Linked DNA regions of Pan troglodytes: region 2 is linked to region 1. Evidence: chromatin contacts called from public HiChIP or PLAC-seq data. All regions are on one chromosome and are shown on one strand. Each heading gives the region's core, a stretch centred on a gene start, on an enhancer-like site or on the middle of the called end of the contact. The rest is flanking DNA. Distances are from core to core; before and after follow the strand shown. Region 1 holds the start of IWS1 (interacts with SUPT6H, CTD assembly factor 1). Region 2 holds the start of LIMS2 (LIM zinc finger domain containing 2).

Region 1 (5,794 bases), core at 2,258-4,757:
TAGGAGCAGAGTGCAACCTCCACCTCACCACTGACCCCACTGCCCATTGACAAGAGGAAGAAACAAACTATTATCAAGTCAAGCCACTGAAATTTGTTGATGTTGTTATAACAACATAACTACATGGTAGATTGTTAGCTTACCATGATTGAAACATTATCTTTCCATCCAAATCGGCCTTTGTCCTTCAAATATCACCTCAAGCACCCTCCCTCAAGGAAGCCAACCTGATTGTCCACTCTAGCCTCACCCTCCTTTTAATTCCCATGGTACTTGTTACCCACATCACACAATTCACCTCTTAGCATTTTCTTTTTTCAAAGCCATACTTCCTAATGAATTGTAAGCTTCTCAAGGTAGGAATCATGTGTTAGTTTTCTGTATCTTCACAATGCCTAATAATAGTGATAATAGCTAACATATATATTGCTAATCTTAAATAGTAAGATGCATAAAATATGATTACACATAGAGTTTATTTGAGTGTGTGGATAGCCACCCAGGAGACCTCAACTCCAAACGAATGGGTTCAGCGTTCCAAAGTGAAGAAGTTAAGGTTTTACTTATACAGAGACAGACAGAAAAATTTTAGCAGGATTATAACATTTTCCATACAAGACAGTGCATATGTTACAGTGATTTGATTGGTTACAGATTGCTGCATCCCAAGGAAGATGACATTACTACTCTGTAGAAGGGGCAGTGATCTGAGGGGGTTTTATCTCTGGCACCACTTAGTCTCAATTATTTATAGGTGGAAAAAAGGCAGAAGTTGCAGCTGCATGCCATGTGACTCAGGCTGCATAGTCACATTCCTCTCAAGACTCAGAACAATTTAAGTTCCAACAGCTTTAAGTTTGAATTATTTGGCTGGGTGCAGTGGTTCACGTCTGTAATCCTAGCACTTTGGGAGACCGAGGTGGGTGGATCACCTGAGGCCAGGAGTTCAAGACCAGCCTGGCCAACATGGTGAAACCCTATTTCTACTAAAAATACAAAAAATAGCCAGGCGTGGTGGTGCACACCTGTAGTCCCAGCTACTAGGGAGGCTGAAGCACGAGAATTGCTTGAAACCAAGAGGCGAAGGTTGCAGCGAACCAAGATTGTGCCACTGCACTCCAGCCTGGGTGACAGAGTGAGATCCCATTTCAAAAAAAAAAAAAAAAGTTTGAATTATTTAATTTCACAATATTCTGTCCCAGGAATCATTATATAATATATATATTTATATCATGTATAATATTATACAAGTAATATATATAACATATTATACATTATAATTATATATGTGCATTTAGCTTCATGACAACTCTGTGACATAAATGGTACTGTTATCCCCAACTTATAGATGAGGACGTTGAAGCACAGAGAGGTTCAGCAACTTGCTCAAGGTCACGCAGCTAGTAAGTTTCATTTGTGTCTTCCCTGGTAGGGCTTGCTAGTGGCTCAAGCACAAGAAGCTGGGTCAGACTTAGAGACCTGGCTTCTCTGACGTAGAAAAAAGCTAAGAGTACTTGAAACCTGATTCAACCCTCTCATTTGATACATGTGGAAACTGAGGCTCATAGAAGGCTGGTAGCTTGTCCCAGCTTACTAAGTACAATAAGCCCAGCGATAGGCCCACAGCCTAGGGCTCTAAGCCCCCAGTCTACAGCTCTGATGGTGCCAGGCTATTTATATTATGTGGCCTCTTGCTCCCTGACATGTTCAGCAGATGGCAGTGTCTTCAGAGTGTCTCCAAATAAATCTTACATTCACTTAGGGAATGCAGCGTCTCTGGGTTATCTGTTAAGGGAGGAAGCATTGTGGACTGCTGCAAGTTTGCCTCTCCATTCTTCTGTCATTAGCACCCTTGGTGTGGGAAACAGCCTATCTTCTGGGTGCCTCCCTACCACCGCCATGGGCCAACTGCACTGGGGTGGGGTGTGATGGGTAAGGAGATGGCAGTCCTGAAAATGTAAGGCAGCCAAGACTCAGAAAGACACATCTGTGCCACTACAGAATTTCTCTACCAGGATCCAGGAGGGACAGCCAGCTGGTAGGAAGGAGCTCTGGGAACTCTCCGTAAGCTGTGTTTACACTGACAACCACACTGCTTTAACTAAGGCTCTGTATTCATTTGAAAGACTTGTCCTGTCTCACTAAATTGTTGGCTTTCTGAGTACAAAAATTAGATCTGATGCTTCTTTGCAGGCTTCTAGAGCTAAGAACATTGTTGTGTGTCCAGAGTGTTTCTATCCATTCTCCAAACCACCAGTACAGTTAGTTTTAACGCTAAAATTCAGTAATTCTCATCCGGCAATTGCATTGTTTATAACCCAACCACTTTCCTGACTGTTGGACTTACATCTCTGGTGAAACTAAAAGGTTCTCTTCCATTGAACCTCTTCCTGGAATTTTGATCTATTAATCCTACTCCATTTACACAGGTGTACTCTCACCTTCTCTTTAGAAGAGGGCTTAGAGCCTTGATATCTTCTATCAAGTGATTTGGTTTCGGGCATTGCTAATTCTTTGTTCTTTTGATTCTCAAGACTGCCTGAGAAGATGTCATTCCCACAGCTGAAAAGAAGGAATTTGGATTCAATGCTGTTTCCACCACTTCGGAAAGGAATATCCATGAACTCTCTTGCAGGAAAATGGGAATTTCCAGAAAGAAACCACTTCTCCCCTTTCTTCTCTTCCCACGTCCTCTTCAGGAGCCTATAATTGGGCTCTGCCAGCATACTCTGACTGGCTAACGAAGGGTCAGATATCTGCAGTAGTAACAAAAGGCTCTTTTTCTACATGTCTACACCTCCTGGGGAGTCTTTGCTTAAACCTCTACTGGCCCTCCTCCGATCCAAAGGCAAGAATGTTCCCCTCTCTGTCCAAGACTAAAATGAACAAGTAAGGAAATGGATTTTACTCAGCCTATTGCAATAGGGAGAGCACTCCAGATATGATCAGTGTCTTGGCAGCGTAGTTTTGACTTTTATAGGGAGGAAGGTGGGATGATTGACAGTTGGGATTGTTTTGCAATCAGAAGTTTCAGTCAGGTGAACAGGAAATATTCTCTGTGTCTAACAAGTTGGGGGGAGGAGAGTTCTAATCTCAACTAATCACTCGATATCATCAGCGGGAATTTGGAAGGTCTGTTTGGCTTTATTAACAGGCTCAGAATAAAGGGGAAAGGTCTCTGGCCTTGTCACAGGCAAACAAGGGGGTCATCTGCACGCGTTTTATCTGAGTCACATGGAGACGGGTGGTTCTTTACAGTGTGCCGTTCCAGAAACACAAATAGATGAGGGGGTTTCTTAATCACCGCTGTTTTCCAGGAACACAGGGCTCAGGTAAAGTTCAACTTCACCTTCCTCCGGTGTTTCATCAGGGGAACCCTTCTGGAAGCAAAGACGTGTACTTCTTACTGTTGGCTAAATGGCTTCTTAACAAGGAAATTAAATCGTTGTTTAGAACGAAAGAGAGGAAGACGCCGGGAGAGGAGGCGCTGTGGATCGCGCCAGTTAGTAACGCATCACAGCTCGCGGGCGTCATACTACAAGTCCCAGTGAGCAACGCCCGCTTTCTTGCCTACTGCGGGCGGGAACCAGGCGCCTCTGGGCCTGACGGGAAAGACAGTGGTTTGGCTGAATGACGGAAAAGTCATTTGAGCAGGTCTTCATTTTTCGGAAGAGTATCTCAAAAGCTCTTCAAACAAGGCACGGACACAGAATCTAGGAAATGATAAAGAATCAATGATAACGTTATTACCACGGGGGTCAGACCAGGATCCACCCGAGGAAGGTATTTAACTAAAGCCCCACTTCCAGCTCAATTTTCCCAGGAGTCTCCTTTCCGGCCGTGCCTGGCGTCATTGCTGTTGCGTCTTCTCATTGGCCGGTTGACGGGTTGCGGCGCCTGCGCGCTGCATTCCTTTGAGGGTCGTGGGCAGACGCCATTTTGGCCCCAGCGGTGCTTCTAGGAAGTAGAGCGCCGGCTCGCATGCCTGCCCGCCCGCCAGCCTGCCGGGTACGGCCTTTTCCGCCGGGGCTTTCAGGTCAAAGAATTCGCCTTTGCCGCTACCGCTTTCTTACCCTCCGCACCCGTTAAGTTCTCCGGTCGGGCGGGAGTCTCTGAACACTTAGCCGCGCCATCCGGGGTCACACCGCCTGGAAGGAGGTGACGGGGGCGGCGCGGGGCGCGGACACTCCCCGCTGAGAGTCCGCCTGCCATGGACTCGGAATATTACAGCGGCGACCAGTCAGGTGGGGCAGGGACCTGGGGGACCGGGCTGGGAGGCGGAGCAGTTACTCGGCGGGGCTTGGCCTGGCACCCCGCGGGTGGGGGCAAGGAGGCCCCCGAGACCTTCCCTCCCGCGACCTGGCCCGAGGAGGGCAAGAGCCCTCTGACCAGCTGCAAGCGTCGAAGCTAGAACGTTGGAGAGGGGATTCTGGTGGGAAAGCTTTCTTCTGAATCGGCGAAGGTTTTTGCTGAAATTGGGAAGTCACTTTCATATGTTAAGCTCCTATTGTGTGCAAAGTGCTAGGGAAGGAGAGGTGTCTTCTGTTAAGAGAGTTTTCAGTAGTTGAGTAGTTGGAGAATCCAAGGGGCGATGGGGCGGGGGATCCTTCCTAGACTTTTCACTGCTAGTTAGGAGTGGTTTAATCTTGCCTGCAACACCGGACGTAAGTGCAGGACCCATGTTTCAGTTGCATGCATAGAGTAAGGAATGCGCTTCTGGCACTTACTGGTGGTTTTTGTGCCTTTCCTCCACCTTGAGATCGTTCCTTTTCCTCCTCACCGAAGTTTGGTCTCCTTTCTTTACTGTTTGTTTATTCTGTAAACTGTTACTGGGGCCCACTCTGCTGGCACGGTGCTTGGCACCTGAGATTAAGGATAACTGAGGCAGAACCTGGTGTGGGAAACACGTCGCATTTGCTTTCCCTTTGTGTGCTAGTCCTATTGGGGCGTTCTGTTACAAAAGTTCTTAAATACACCATAAATAAATACACCCTCTATGTACCCACAAAAATTGAAAACTAAAAAGAAAACTTGAGTGCTTAAATAATTGTTTAAGCGTTAAGCCCTTTACTGTTTTGAGTTCATTGCTTTTCATTACGTAGGACAGTGAATTCTAATGACTGCAAAGGGTTTTCCAGGCATGCACTGCTTAAAAACACTTTCCTAAGCTAGGTGCGGTGGCTTATGCCTGTAATCCCAGCACTTTGGGAGGCGTAGGCGGCCGATGGCTTGAGCCCAGGAGTTCGAGACCAGCCTGGGCAACATAGTGAGACCAACACCACCCCCACCCACCATGCCCGTACCCCACCCCCCCTACTTCGTCTCTACAAAAAATGCAAAAATTAGCCGAGTGTGGTGGCGTACACCTGTAGTCCCAGTTACTCAGGAGGCTGAAGTGGGAGGATCCTTTGAGCCCTGAGCCCGGGAGGCAGAGGTTGCAGTGAGCCGAAGTTGCATCACTGCACTCCAGCCTTGGCGACAGAGCAAGACTCTGTCTCAAAAAAAAAAAAAAAAAAAAACACTTTCCTGATACTTTCAGAATAGTTTTTTTTCCATTCATTTGTGTTTTTAAGTTACTTTTTAAAAAATAGACCGAGCACGGTGGCTCACGCCTGTAATCCCAGCACTTTGGGAGGCCGAGGTGGGCGGATCACCTGAGGTCAGGAGTTTGAGACCAGCCTGGCTAACGTGGTGAAGCCCATCTCTACTAAAAATACAAAAAATTAGCTAGGCGTGGTGGCGGGCGCCTGTAATCCCAGCTACTCAGGAGGCTGAGGCAGGAGAATCACTTGTT
Region 2 (5,951 bases), core at 969-3,468, 180 kb before region 1:
GAGCTTGTAGAAATCCATGGTTTCCACCAGATACAGGTATTCCGGATCTAGAATTATCTTCCTATTTGCAGGATTTCCGCAGAGACCGTTAAGCATCTACGCGCCCCTTCCTGGATCCCATGCTTCTTGGGGCAGGAAATTTCTTTTGGTCCGTCGCTTTCGTCGTGAAATACACAACTAATTTTCCTTTCATGTTATAAGGCACCATATTTTTGATTTTGTTAACTGAAGAAAAAACCCGAGATAAACCATCTTAAGTACTCTTAAAAGTCCAGTGGCTGAATTCGGTGTTTAATCTGATACCCTTCTGGATTCGCTGACACTGGAGAGAATAATTTCCAAGTCTTAGTATAGCCAAAACAAAAAACTACCGTCGCTAAGCTACATCTACCACTGGATTTTAAAATGACAACACAGCCTGAGAAAAATCACAAGAGCAGCTAACTCGAAGAAAAATCCTTTTTCTTTACTCAGCCGAACCTAAGACCACAGTTACTTCGAAAGCAACTTCTAATAACCGTCTCACATCCTGTCACCAGTTCAATGACAAAATCTCAGTTTTCAGAGCGTGTGCCAAGTCCAGCACAAAAAGCTGACATCGAGGAGCTCCCAACGCTGCTGTCGCCTCCGCTGGCAGCAGCCGCTCCCGGATTAGACTCGCAGGCTGTTGCGGCAGGGCCTTCGCCACGGGCGTCCGCACAGCGGCGTGCAGTCCTCGGCTCGGCCGGCGCGGTCTCCGACGGCGCTGGCTCCGCGTACTTCCCCAGCGGCGAGGGCGCGAGGTCCTCACACGGGCAGCACCTTGGCGAGGCCGGCGCCGCGGCCCAGGCGACCCAGTGCGAGGCGCAGCGCGGTGCCGCCGCCCCAGGGCAGCAGCCCAACCAGCGCGGCCAGCAGCGCGGCCACCTGCGCGCCCGCGCCCAGCACCGTGAGCAGCGTGCTGCGAAGGCCCAGCGCGGCGAACAGCGTGGCGCCCAGCGCTGCCATGTAGAGCAGCGCGGGCCGGGACGGCGCTTCTTCGCAGCGCAGCAGGCGCCCGCACGCCGCGCCGCCCCGCAGCAGCGCGCTTCCCGCCAACGCCAGCGCCGAGCCCAGAGACCAGAGCAGCGCGAACTTGCGCGCGCGCAGCAGCAACACCGGTGCGTAGAGCGCGGCTAGGCCGAAACACAGTGCAGCCAGCAGCAGGCACCCGCCGCCCGCCGCCAGCCGCTGCCCGCGCGTCACGTTCGGGAGGCACGCCAGGCCGGCCGCTGCCGACTCCGCAGGGCTCCGCGCCCACGTCCAGCGCAGGCCCGCGCGGCCCAGCCACTCCTCCGCCGGCCCGTCCCCGGGCTCCTCCGCCTTCTCCGCGGCGAGCAGCGGCTCCGCGGCTGCCGGGCCGCCAGCTTTCCCCTGCGCCAGGTACTCCTGCAGCTGGCGGTGGAGGTCCGCCATCTTGGACAAGGCGGCGGCAGAAAGGAAAAGCTGCGGCTCACTTCCGGCCCTCCCCTGAAGCGGCTCGGTCTTCGGGCGGCAATTGGTCGGCGACGGCGAAAGGGGCAGGGCCTGCGGCGCTCGCGGAAGTGCCGCGGTGCCTGCTCTGCGGCCTTTTGTGGTGTCCCCAAGTACCGTGGTCGCAGGTGCTGCCTGTCCACTTGCAGTCGCCCTCCCAGCGCCTGACCCTCTTCCTTGTTCGGAGTAGGCGCCCTTGCGGTCTGGCTAAGTCCTGCCAGCATTAATAGTTGGAAGGCAAGGGTGGGTGTGGTTCTAAAGGGGCACAAGAAGTGACCTTTTTGCTGATGGAAATGTCTTATGGCCTCACTGCGTCTACCGTGGCGGTGATATTGTGCTAGTTTTGCAACATGGAGGAATGGGTAAAGGGTACACAGAATCTCTCTTGTTTCTTACAACTGAACACAAACAGTGATCTCAAAATAAAAATTTAATTTTTAAAAAAGTTCAGACCTGTGTAACTCAGGTGGGTTTTTTGGGGAAAGTTGCGTTCTGATTAGTTACCTCACTTGTAGTAATAGTGACCATCCTGATCATTTACCATGGGGTTGATAAAGGAAGGGTTGACACCCAGCACCCTCAACCTGCTTCTCTATTCTGTTCTCAGTTTCGGCCACAGGCCTGGCAACATCCTTGACTCCTTCGCGCCCCTTGTCCAAGACTCGGTGCTGCTGTCCCATGTGTTTGGTGTCACTCTCGTGCTCTGGACAGCGCCACGCCCAGGTGTCCTGACTCATCGTCACATCACTCTGACAAGCTGGCTCGCACGCAGGTCAATCCTGATCTGTTCCCAGGCCGCACCCACGTGCCCTGCTGTTTCTCAGAGCCTCCTAGAGGGTGTTTGCTTGTGGTTCCTCTCACAGGTCAGATTCCTCCAGATTCTTCCAGCTGCCTCCACAGCTCCCCTCACCACCTTGGCTTCCCCTGGGTGGCGCTGTGTCCTTTGTCCTCTGCCCTAGGTGGATGTAAGGTTAACGGCTTCCTGCTGTTTGGCTTCTCAGCCTTTCCATCCCCTGTGTGTAACTAATCTCCCCCATTAAGTTCCTTTTAATGCTTTCTGTTTTCTTGGTTGGATCCTGACAGATGCAATTCTTTTTCAAAATACATTCTGATTTGTTATCTCACTTGATAATAATAGAGACCAGCCTGATCACTTAGCATGGGCTAAACCATTAGGATGGCTACGATCAAAACAAAAAACAAACAAAAACACACCAGAAAGTTACAAGTGCTGTCAAAGATGTGGAGAAACTAGAAGCCTTGTGCACCGTTGGTGGGAATGTAAAAAGCTATATCCGCTGTGGAAAACAGTATGGAAGTTACTATAAAATATATATATATATATATATATATATACACACACACACACAGACACATATAAACGTATATACACACATATTTGTATACAGTTATGTGTGTATGTGTGTATATAATTACAGTCCAATCCAGCAGTTCCACTCTGGATATATACCCCAAAGAATTGAAAGCAGGGTCTCAGAGATTTGTATAACTCTTCACAGCAGAACTATTCATGTCAGTCAAGAGATGGAAGCAACCCAAGTGTCCACCAGCAGATCAATAAAATGTGATATATGCATACAACGGACTGTTACGCAGCCTTAAAAAGGAAGGAGATTCTGACACATGCTACGACATGGATGAACCTTGAGGACATTAGGCTGAGTGAAATAAGCCAGTCACAAAAAGGACCAATACTGCATGATTCCACTTCTGTGAGGTACTTAGAGTAGTCAAATACACAGAGCTAGAAAGTGGACTGGGTGCATAAATGCCCATCAGTGATGTTACCTAATCATTTATGCAGCTACCGTATAGAAAAGGCAGGACTGTGCTGCTCATTTTATAGGTGAGGGAAGCTGAGAAATACCAAGAAGTGAGGTAACCTACTCAAGGTCACCTACAAAACTGACGATAGGGCAGCGTTAGGTTGTGATTCCTGGTTTCTAACCTTGTGGGCTTCCCATTGCAGAAAGAGGCCTTCACTGAGGGTCCCTCTGTGTGAGCCCTGGATGCGCTTTCTGCTGTGGTTTGGTTGCAGGGAGGGAAGGTCATTAACAAAACCCACTCTCCTCTAGCACTGCAGCAAAACTCATCCTAACAATCATCTTCTCTTGCTTCCCTGTCTCCCTTGAAGCCCTTCAACCAGGCCTTCGTTCCACCGTGCCAGCAAAATTGTTCATCACAAAATCGCCAGACGCTGTCGGCTAGTGCGGTGAGTTTCGGCCCTCAGCCCCAGGACGGCACCGCGGGCTCCTCTCTTGACTGTTCCTCCTCCTGAGACCTCAGCGTTGTTGCGCCTGGGATATCCCCTCTTTTCTCTCTCGGCACCCTCTGGCCCAGCCCGTGTTGTTAAAACCCTCTGCGTGCAGAGCGTCCCCCACTTCTCCACCGGGCATCTAATAGACACCCTGGAGGTGACATGCAGAACCAAACACTTCACTCCTGACTTCCCCTCCTCATCCCCCAAAACCTGTAGCTAACCCCTCCTTCCGCACCTCAAGAAATCGCACCCCATCAGCAAGTCCCACCAGCTCTACCTTGGAAACAGATCCAGTACCAGCCGATTCTCTCCTCCACCACTAACCCCACATCTGGGCGCCCCCCTGCACCCCACTACGGAGCCCCTGTTTTGGTCCATGCTTTCCTCACGGTTGTTCACACATCGGCCTGAGGGACCTTTGTCCACTGAGTCAGATGATGTCACTCCCCCAGTGCTCCCCACCTCACACTCACAGAAGCAACTTCCTCACCTCGCCCACGCTGCCCTGTGGAATGGCCGGGACCTGTCTGCCTCTACTCCCCTACTTTCTCCCCACTCCATGCCAGTCTATGACTGGTGGCCTTTGGGTTGTTTCTGGATCTGTCAAACATGTTCCCACTTCGGTGCCTTTGTCCTTGCTGTTCTCGGCCTAGAGCATTCCTCCTCACCCCAAATATCTTCACAGCGCCCTCCCTCATTCCTTCAGGTCTCTACTTCAATGTCACTTTTCAAAATGTCTTTCCCTGACTTCCCCGAAGCAGCAGCTCCCATCACCCTCCACCCTTTTCACTCACAAGCATAATGGACGGTAGCACACTCGTTTCCTGGGTGGTCTAAGAACAGGCAAATGCCTTTCCGAGCCCTCCCTCCCTCCCGATCCTTCATTTTGAGTCTGTCCTTCCTTCTGGGCTCCATTCACAGTGGACATTGATGTGGATGGAGATGCAAAGGACCCAGACTCACACACATGCAGCAGGGCCCTGAAAGGATTTTTTTTTTTTAATTTCTTGTTCTGAAACCCTATTTCTCTGTGGTACTCGATGGCCTTGTCCCCACGGGGAGAAGCCTGGCTTTTCAGGAGCTTTAGATTTCACCGTGTCAGCACCAGGCAGGGCCTGGCCTCAGCTCTCGCAGCCACCACATCTGCACATCCTGGGCAGGGGCTCTTCAGATGCCCGCGTCCTCCCTTCCAGTATTGTTGGACTTTAGCATAAGGTCAGGCAAGTCCCAGCTCCCACCTCCCCAAGGGGAAGGGGCCACAGCCAGCCTTTTCTTCTGCCGAGGTCTTTCACCTTGACCTACGGAAGCAGCACCCTTCGCACCAAATCCTCTCCCGCTTGCAGGAAATTATATTTTCTCCCAGAGCCCAGCAAGTGTTAGCCACGCTTCTTTTGAGGGCTTTCCAGAGTGGCGTCTGCCTCCCTTCCCTGTCTGTCATGGCCCTCTCTGTTCAGCTGGGTTTACTTGTCCCCTGCCGGGCCGCAACCTGAACTACATTCTCCCTTCCTTCAGTGTGGCGGGTCAGCTAGCACCAACCACCCCCTCGTTTTTGAGACAGGATCTTGCTCTGCTGCCCAGGCTGGAATGCAATGGTGCGATCTTGGCTCACTGCAAACTCCATCTCCCGGGTTCAAGCGATTCTCCCACCTCAGCCTCTGGAGTAGCTGAGATTACAGGCGCCTGCCTGTAGACGGGGTTTCCACAGGTGGCCCAGGTGGTCTCCAACTTCAGAGCTCAAGTGATCCGCCCACCTCAGCCTCCCAAAGTGCTGGGATTACAGGCATGAGCTACCGCACCAGGCCCACCAGTGCCCCCTTTCAAAACTGAAATCTAGTAATGTCCTCTTTATCTACTATTCTTCAGTGGCTCCTTATTTCCTACAGATTAAATTCTAATTCCCCGCCTGCCACCCAGCCTTCTAGGCCCTGCCTTACGCCCCTGTGGCTCTCCCCGATGCTCTGTGGGGTCCCTCTGGACCTAGCAGTTTGGAGACTCCCGTCTTCTGTGGCTTTGCTGAGCCTGGGCTCTCTGCTGGGTGGACCTCTGTCTACTGCTCCTTCCCCTCCCTCTCCCAAGCATCCCCTTCCTCCAGGTCAGTCCTCAGGGCCCACACAGCCCTGTCACTGACTGGTGACATTGCCAATGCCTTGAGGAGTTTTGTTATCAAGCAAATGGGCTC

What was found. HiChIP or PLAC-seq counts read pairs in DNA pulled down with a chosen protein or histone mark.
Region 2: an H3K4me3 HiChIP or PLAC-seq map of stem cell-derived excitatory neurons shows a contact between it and region 1, with 5 times the contacts expected there. The contact joins the promoter of LIMS2 here to the promoter of IWS1 in region 1. A contact is called at or near these places in 1 of 7 Hi-C or Micro-C datasets (stem cell-derived neural progenitor cells) and 1 of 1 datasets of contacts at active chromatin or transcription factors (stem cell-derived excitatory neurons).

Annotation. Positions count from the first base shown.
Region 1 is chr13:28,206,469-28,212,262 of NHGRI_mPanTro3-v2.0_pri, reverse strand. IWS1 (interacts with SUPT6H, CTD assembly factor 1) reads left to right here and starts at 3,507. Exons shown (of 17, transcript XR_678360.5): 1 at 3,507-3,783.
Region 2 is chr13:28,380,435-28,386,385 of NHGRI_mPanTro3-v2.0_pri, reverse strand. It overlaps LIMS2 (LIM zinc finger domain containing 2), which reads left to right and starts at 2,218. Exons shown (of 11, transcript XM_054678973.2): 1 at 2,218-2,354; 2 at 3,647-3,724. SFT2D3 (SFT2 domain containing 3) reads right to left here and starts at 2,102. Exons shown (of 1, transcript XM_001138948.8): 1 at 1-2,102. The coding sequence starts at 1,434. The coding sequence ends at 787.